Regions from separate parts of the Danio rerio genome. Here region 2 is linked to region 1. The links are chromatin contacts, called in public Hi-C maps. All regions are on one chromosome and are shown on one strand. The core of a region is the stretch at or near the end of the contact, and the rest is flanking DNA. Distances in the headings are between cores, read along the strand shown.

The links. A called contact is a pair of places that touch in the nucleus more often than the background predicts.
Region 2: a Hi-C map of embryo shows a contact between it and region 1, with 1.5 times the contacts expected there. The contact joins the enhancer-like site here to the promoter of tmem236 in region 1. A contact is called at or near these places in 4 of 18 Hi-C or Micro-C datasets (caudal fin, embryo, hematopoietic stem cells and 1 more).

The regions. Positions count from the first base shown.
Region 1 is chr2:34,419,194-34,423,670 of GRCz12tu, reverse strand. tmem236 (transmembrane protein 236) reads right to left here and starts at 3,174. Exons shown (of 4, transcript NM_001100079.1): 1 at 2,896-3,174; 2 at 2,001-2,073. The coding sequence starts at 3,143. All of the region lies in intron 3 of LOC141378367 (a long non-coding RNA gene), which reads left to right.
Region 2 is chr2:34,469,597-34,474,125 of GRCz12tu, reverse strand. cacnb2b (calcium channel, voltage-dependent, beta 2b) reads right to left here. Exons shown (of 13, transcript NM_001423728.1): 10 at 3,576-3,727; 11 at 1,364-1,459. Among named protein-coding and RNA genes, the nearest start is that of si:ch211-106h4.4, 9.2 kb to the left of the region's middle. Within about 2 kb of position 1,520, at least 8 of the 62 cell types and tissues checked have an H3K27ac peak or open chromatin away from gene starts, as enhancers often do.

The DNA.
Region 1 (4,477 bases), core at 1,925-4,424:
TCATTAATAATTGTCCAGACTAATTTGTGTTTGTATAACCTAGATTTTGCCAAACACTATTATCATTGCTTGCCATTGGCCAGTGACAAAAAAATAAATAAAAAATGACCAGCCTTAATTATTTTATTTTGGCCCTGGTACTGTATGCGCATTATTTAAATAACACACACACACACACACACACACACACACACACACACACACACACACACACACACACACACACACACACACACACACACACACACACACACACACACACACACACACACACACACACACACACACACACACACACACACACACACACACACACACACACACACACACACACACACACACACACACACACACACACACACACACACACACACACACACACACACACACACACACACACACACACACACACACACACACACACACACACACACACACACACACACACACACACACACACACACACACACACACACACACACACACACACACACACACACACACACACACACACACACACACACACACACACACACACACACACACACACACACACACACACACACACACACACACACACACACACACACACACACACACACACACACACACACACACACACACACACACACACACACACACACACACACACACACACACACACACACACACACACACACACACACACACACACACACACACACACACACACACACACACACACACACACACACACACACACACACACACACACACACACACACACACACACACACACACACACACACACACACACACACACACACACACACACACACACACACACACACACACACACACACACACACACACACACACACACACACACACACACACACACACACACACACACACACACACACACACACACACACACACACACACACACACACACACACACACACACACACACACACACACACACACACACACACACACACACACACACACACACACACACACACACACACACACACACACACACACACACACACACACACACACACACACACACACAAACACACAAACACACACACACACACACACACACACACACGTATCTATCTATTATTTTACCAAATTTTAATTTATGAAAACTACATAAATGAAACAATTTAAAGAAATGTCACTACAAAACTATTGAACTAAAGTATGACCATTTCAATTTCTAGAATATTATTATATTTTATATTTTTATATTTTAATTATTTATATTAAAATATAAACTTCAGATAAACAGAGTAAAATACCTAAACCGATTTACATGGTTGTTTTTTAATTTGGTTTCAAACATTAAACCACAGAGTTCCCATTTAATTCAACCAACTCACACTAAAAAGAGCTGCATTGATAGTGTTCATCCATAGTATTGAGACCCAGGTTTTTTTTTTCCAAATATCATATCACTAATAAAAAAAAACTTGAGAAAGCTTTTACAAACTTGTTGATGACAGACAGTTGATGAAGCATATACAGGCCTCGTGATTCTAACCAGAGACTAACATTGGCTGTAATACTCCACTCACATTCCAGTCTATAATACCCCATCTTTGGGTTAATAGTAAATCTGCTGGTCTGCGAGTAAGTTACTGAATACCTTGGAGTGGATCTGTTTATGAAAACTGTTGATGAGCCCTACGGTTTTATTGTGGACCAAAACTGTCATATAATGAAACTTATTGGCTTCTCTTTGCTTTAAGAAAGCAGTTACTTTACAGATTGCAGTAGCTGTCATTTGTTTTTGTATCACTTCAAATGCACACATTACAAAAAAACAGACAAAATTTAAAAGATTTACAGTTTGATGTCATTAAAAACCTTTTCCAAATTAGTTTCAAATCACTCTCTATTGCTTTAAAGATCCACTGAAGAAGCTTACGCAAACTGATGAAATGGCTTTTAGTGGTCAACAAGTGCACATTCATATGATAGTCTTCTAATGAGACTAAATAATGCATTACCTTTGAGCTGGCTATGATGATAGCGAAGCACGGTAAAGTGCTGAGAATCACATATGCCAGTGTAACAGGTCTCCTACACAAAACATAAGAGTATTTTCATTCTGGAATATCAACAAAGAGTTTAACACGTGCATTTAAAATTCAGATAAAATATAATGGCGTGCCCTGCTTATGATGTAACTTTGTTTTCCCAGTACAGGTGAAAAGTTTGGGATCAGACTTTTTAACAAGTTTTTGATAACCACTGCTCACTTACTGCATTTATTTGTTTAAAAATACAGTTAAAACGTTAATACTGTGAAATATATTCTTTATTTTTTTTAAATGAATCTATATTAACAGTATTAATTACAGATTCAAAGCTGAATTTGAACATAATTATTTCAGTGTTCATGATCCTACAAAAAATATATAATTCTATTCTGTTTTGTTTATAACAAATATTGAAATCAGCTTTATTTTTGTTAAAACAGTGATATATATTCATTTGAAAGCATCATAAAAAGAAGTAACTTTTTTAAAAGATCAAACGTTACAGTAAAGACAATGCTATGAAAGATATTATTTCAAATTTTTTTCATTTTGTGCTCTTTGACTAACTAAACGGCTGTGGTGAGCAGGAGAGACTTCTTAAAAATCTTTTGAGGAAAACAAATCTTACAGATCCCAAACTTTTGACTGGTAGCTGTTGACATGGACATTTTATGCTATAATTAAAACTATTTTAGTACTTCCCAACCCATTTTACACAGATATAATTTAAATTAAGTTGCAAAGCCATTTACAATAAACCAACACATGCAAAAAGCTAAAAACTAAAACTACTCGGATCATCTACAAATATTACAACATTATCAGTGTGGAAATTAAAGGAGCAGTGGTTAGTTGTACTCACCAGTTGGTCACTTCAGAGAAGCGTTGAGTTTTTAACATGAAGTACTTCAATGGAACCCACACAAACAGAGTTACAGATGCCGCATAGGCCACAGACGCCGCCACCACCAGCCAATAGGCAGTATCACTAGACTTCACAAACCGAATGACAGAAGCAAATCGCTCCATAACTACAAACACAGGAATACAGAGACATGCGAACTGCAAAAGCTCAAATACAATGAGTTTGACAGTCTTCCCAGAAAGCATCTTGACAGTGTGAATCTTCAGTAAATCCTCCTACTAGTGAAAATTCCCTGAATTCATCCAATGCATCTCCCAAGAAAACTGAATAACTGAGCACTCTGGACTCTGAACACCGGCTCTGCTTACACTGCATTCTCACTGGTGCTCTTTTATTGCCACAGTAATGAAGAAGTCACAATTTTCTTTTTATGGAGTTATGAGAGGAAAAAGTCCCTACTTCAAAAACATGTAAAGTATTAGCACAAAACAAGTAAAAAAAAAAAAACTACTGTAGACATTGGGCTCTATTTTACCAATCTAGGCGAAAAGTCTAAAGCGCATGGTGCAAAACATTAAGGTTGTGTCTGAATCCACTTTTGCCATTTTAAGGATGGAAAAATATGCTTTGCGCCCTGGCACATGGTCTAACAGGGTTGAGCTTATTCTCTTAATGACTTATGGGTGTGTTTTAAGCATAACATGCATTAAACCAATCAGAGTCTCATCTCCCATTGCCTTTAAGAGTCAGTTGCGTCACGCCATGGCGCATTTGCTGTTTCCATGGCGGACTTTGTAAGTGGAAAAACTAAATGCTTCATTAGCAAGGAAACAGAGGATAAAGATTGAGCCTCTTCACTTTTTACTTTACGTTTACTCTTAACTTTACTCCTTTAGTTTAGTGGATAAGGAAATGGTGTTGTATGCACTGCGCTGAAGACATCCATTAGCCTACCTATTGAATTATTTTTGTTAAGCGCAAAGATTTGTTACAGAACTATTTCTAAATTCAGTTCTAATTTCCAGCAAACTAATAAATGAACAATAATAACGAAGTGTGGTCAAAAACTTATATCCAAACTAGGGATGCCATGGTTCTCAATATAATATTAACCCGTTCTTAGATTTCATCTAAACTATCTTAATTTGTATTTGGAAGACAAGCGAAGGTCTTGGCATATATGGATGAACTAACCCTTTCAGTCCCACTCAGAGAAGATTCAGTTAAAGGAGAGGGGTTACAAGGAAACACAATTATTTTATTGTGGTTTCTGGTTCAAGAAAATTCAAAGTATTTTTTTTTTCGGGGGCAGTTTTATTTGAGTTTTCATTTCTTTTTTTTTTTTACTTTGACCTAGACCATCTAAGTGATCTTCATGCCCACAGAAATAAAAACATGAAATCAGTTTAAGTAGTCAAACTATTCTAGAATAGCAAACAAATTTGACAAAAAGCTCACCAAACTGGGCTTCAGGCTGTCTCTCTGTAATGCTTCAATGTAATAAGACAAAACTTTTTTTATGGCAACTATAAAAATAGGTTACTCATGGTTTTTGTGCAGTGGCACCTAGTTGTAGATA
Region 2 (4,529 bases), core at 271-2,770, 52 kb before region 1:
ATTTTCAAACACAACCATTTCTAGAGTTTACAGAGAAAGGTCCAAATATAAGAAAATATCCCGTGAGCGACAGTTCTGTGGGTGCAAATGCTTTGTTGAAGCCAGAGGTCAAAGCAAAACGGCCAGACTGGTTCGAGCTGATAGAAAGGCAAAAGTAACTCAAATAACCACTCGCTACAACCGAGGTAGGCAGAAGAGCATCTCTGAATGCACAACACATCCAACCTTGAGGTAGATGGGCTACAGCAGCAGAAGACCACACCAGGTGCCACACCTGCCAGCTAAGAACAGGAAACTGAGGCTACAATTCGCACAGGCTCAACGAAATTGGACAGTATAAAACTGGAAAAATGTTGCCTGGTCTGATGAGTTTTGATTTCTGCTACCACATTCAACAACATGAAAGCATGGATTCATCCTGCCTTGTATCAACGGTTCAGGCCGAGGCGGTGGTGGTGTAATGGTCTACGGGATTTTTTCTTGCAACACTTTGGGCCCATTAGTACCATTTAAACATAGTGTCAATGTCACAGCCAAGCTGGGTATTGCTGCTGACCATGTCCATCCCTTTATGACCACAGTGTACCCATCTTCTGGTTGCTACTTCCAGCTGGACAATGTCATAAAGCATGAATCATCTCAGACCAGTTTCTTGAACATGGCAATGAGTTCACTGTACTCAAATGCCCTCCACAGTCACCAGTTCTCAATCTAATAGACCATTTTTGGGATGTGGTGGAACGGGAAATTCGCATCATGGATGTGCAGCCGACAAATCTGCAGCAACTGCATGATGCTATCATGTCAATATAGACCAAAATCTCTGAGGTATGATTCAGTAACTTGTTGAATTTATGCCCCGAATGACTTAAGCAGTTCTGAAGGCAAACGTGGATGAAATCCAGTACTAGTAAGGTGTACCTAATAAAGTGGCCGGTGAGTGTATTAATTGTATAATATTGTGATATTTTGTACTGTACACAGCACGAGTCTCATTGACAAAAATACAAAAGTGAAGTGAAAAAAGTGAAAGAGCACATGTTTATAAAAAAAAATGTATCCTAAATATTGATATCATCTCTGTTGTGTAAATGCCCTGATATACTTCAATGAAAAATGATTTCAAAACAGCCCAAATCAAAGTTTATCTTGACTTTATTTTGGGATCCATTCAAATGACTTTTTTGTCAACGGTTATTAAGTAATAGTGGTGGCTTTGCCACTTAAAAATCTTTAACAGAATTGTTGAATTGCAGTCAGTAAATCTCTAGTATAACACTAACAAACCTTATTTTTAATTAATATTTACCTGAATCATACAGAAAACACTTTGATATCTTTAGTATATGGAGGACGAACTTACATTGGGACACTGGGCTAGCTTGTCTGCAGCCACCATCTGGACATTCAAATGTTTAGTCTGAGATTTGCCCCTGGTCTTTATCAATCTTGTGAGAACCTGAACAGCAGATGAAAAGAGGAAGGAAAAAGGCACAGGAAGGATGAGTGGGAGGAACAGGGGGTGAAAGAACATTGGACGTTAGGTCATGCTGGGGAACAAGAGAAAGGATAGTGTGTTTGCGCAACCGCTCTTCTGTCAAATGAGCTTTTCCTATGTAAGTGTAACGGCTGTATGATGTCTGTTTGCAGCCCAGACAGATGGATCTAATTCACATGACTGATATTTATCGAGATAAATGATGTGGGGCACTTTAAAAGTAAATGGATAAAAAGACACTTGAGGTTATCCGAAAAGCCACAGGTTTAGCAAACAAGCTGATAAGCAGTACAGTAGTACCATATCAGATATCACTGACAGAATAATCTTGTTTCTTTCCGGCTTACTTTTTTTATTTAATAAAATACCTTTTATCAGATTACACTATAGGTGTATTGGATTTAACAGAAGGAAATAAATCAAACGGTATCAGGCAGCTAGAACTGGTTAACTCTGAATTACTCTTTCTGATGACTAACTGCAGTAAGACTAGGTTGGATTGAACCGTTTTTGAACATCAGTTCTCACTTTGAATAAGGCATTTTTTTGCATATTTGTGTAGCTGAGAATATGAATGATTATCAATACACATGTCAGTAAAAACCAATACAAGCATTTTTATAATGGTTGTATTGTCATGTAATTTCTTCAGTACAACTGCAATGAACAAAATGCATTGATACAAACATTATTTCATTTTGTGGTTAAAACTGGCCACAAATGTTTCTGTGTTTCAGCAAATAGAATGATTTTTTTGTGTGATAAATCTTATTTTGACATATATTTTGGGAAAATGCTTTAGAATTTTTCATAAACTCAACAATACACTCTGGGCAAATTTACTACCCTTTCGTTCTATGTTCGTGATTGTTTTTGGTCTATTGACCCCCCAGGTAGAAAAGAATTCTGGCCCAGATTTGGCATAAAGCTGGCACAGCAGGCATTCTTCCGGCACTGGCATACAGCATGTGAGCCAAACATGGCCTGGATTTGGCAGAGGTTAGTGCTTTAAGGTGGCACATAGTATTATGTGTTAATAATTGATATATGGGCCACGTAAGTTTGTCCTGTCTTGACCCACATTTAAAATACATTTAATTTATTTTTGAGTAAAGAAAAACTAATCTACCAATCTGGTTGCTTTGAGAAAAAACATGCCCATAGTGTGCCTAAAGCGCAATGCTTCATGGATTTATCAATTTCATTGCAATCGTGACACACCAACCGATCTGGCCCAGTTTAGGCCCAGTTAAGAGTTATTAACTTGGCTGAGACTTGACCCAGATATGATCCATATTTGGCCCTTGGTTCAGTCATGTACTGTAATTCATGGCCAAGCAAAACCTGATTGTGTGGGCCAGAGAAATTTTGCTATGTGGGTTCCATTATAACCAGATTTTGTGTTGGTGAAAATGAAAAGAAAAATGACAAATTGTACCAATTCCCAACAGGGAAAACCACCAACAATCAAGAATCCATGATTACAGTTCTATGGCTTTGCAATCAAAAACGATATGTTATAATGGAATAATGGAAATAAATGGGAAAAAATCAGCTAGGAACATAACGAAAGGATAGTCAATACACAAGGGTTACAATGTTAATTAGTGTAGATCCTATAATAATGACAGCAAAGGAATTTTTAAATGTTACAAAGAATTTCTATATATATTAAAGAATCCTAAAAAAAAATGTGCGCATATACAGTATGTAAAAATATGATAAAAGCAATAAAGATGATTTTCCCAGAGATGGGTTGTGGCTGGAAGGGCATCCGCTGCGTAAAAACGTGCTGGATAAGCTGGCGGTTCATTCCGCTGTGGCGACCCCGAATTAATAAAGGGACTAAGCCGACAAGAAAATGAATTAATGAATGAATAAAGGTAATACAGTCCACCTTTAAACTGTATCAGGGTTAAATCTAAGATAAAAACAAGCTTTCTGGAATTAGAATCTTACTTTTTTTACTGTATTTATGATATTAAAGAATAAATCCTATGTAAGCATCAGTCTCATTAATTCTTCAACGTAATAAATGATGGTTATGTCTGTGAGTTCTGTGAACAATGTTTCTGACCTTGGGGGATGAAATCTTGACATACACCAGGATCGGGGCCAAGGAGGTCTTGCTTAGTTGAAGAGGGTGGTTAATAGTGTCAGCATCCAGAACCACAAGCTGTAGACTGCGTGCTAACTCAAAAATCCTCTCAACCTCTCCTTGGATTTGAGCTGTAAGGGCAGATAAAGAAATAAGTGAGGCTAGTCAACCTATTATCCAGGTTTCCAGGCAGCATCTTAAAATAAAATTCTATCAAAGTAAAATATATGTTTTTAAAACAAAATGGAAAGCTTTTTTATGTCCAATCCAAATCCAATACAACAATAAAGAAACAAATGTGTTTTTGCTCTTTTTCTCAACATGATACAATTAAAAAAGCATAAAATGAAAGTCCCGTTCTCAGTACTAAACACATTCCATAGCGAGGTCATGCAATATGTCATTGAAAATAGTGATGATCAAAATATGCTGACGGACAGTTCCTTGTCTACAGGAAGTAACAGAACAATGAAGGTTTAAATCCTCAAAATTTAATCATAAAAAACAGGACAAAAGAGTTCAACACCATCTTCCACAACACACTGCAAGAATATTTTTCTAAGTCACTATTATATTGTTTTTCATTAAAAACATCAAAACATAAAAATTTTGTTAAAAATCCATTGTTATGAACGGAATATAACTAATACTAACTAATGTTAACCTACATTTAAGAATGCTTTGATATTTTTCTGAAAAACAAGACCAAATTACCCGTACATTAAACACTTTGGCTAGCATTTTTGAACAAAAGGATACACAAATGAAGATCAATGGAGATTTCCATGGTTATGGTTTCTAACACAAGCCGAAGCTTTTAGGAGTAAAAGTCTCGGGGTTCTTTGACACTTATGGTGTTTTCTAAGAGGTAAAGTGGCTCTGATGACACCAACAGGAATGAGTTGGGGAATGTGGACAGGCTACTGCTGTAAT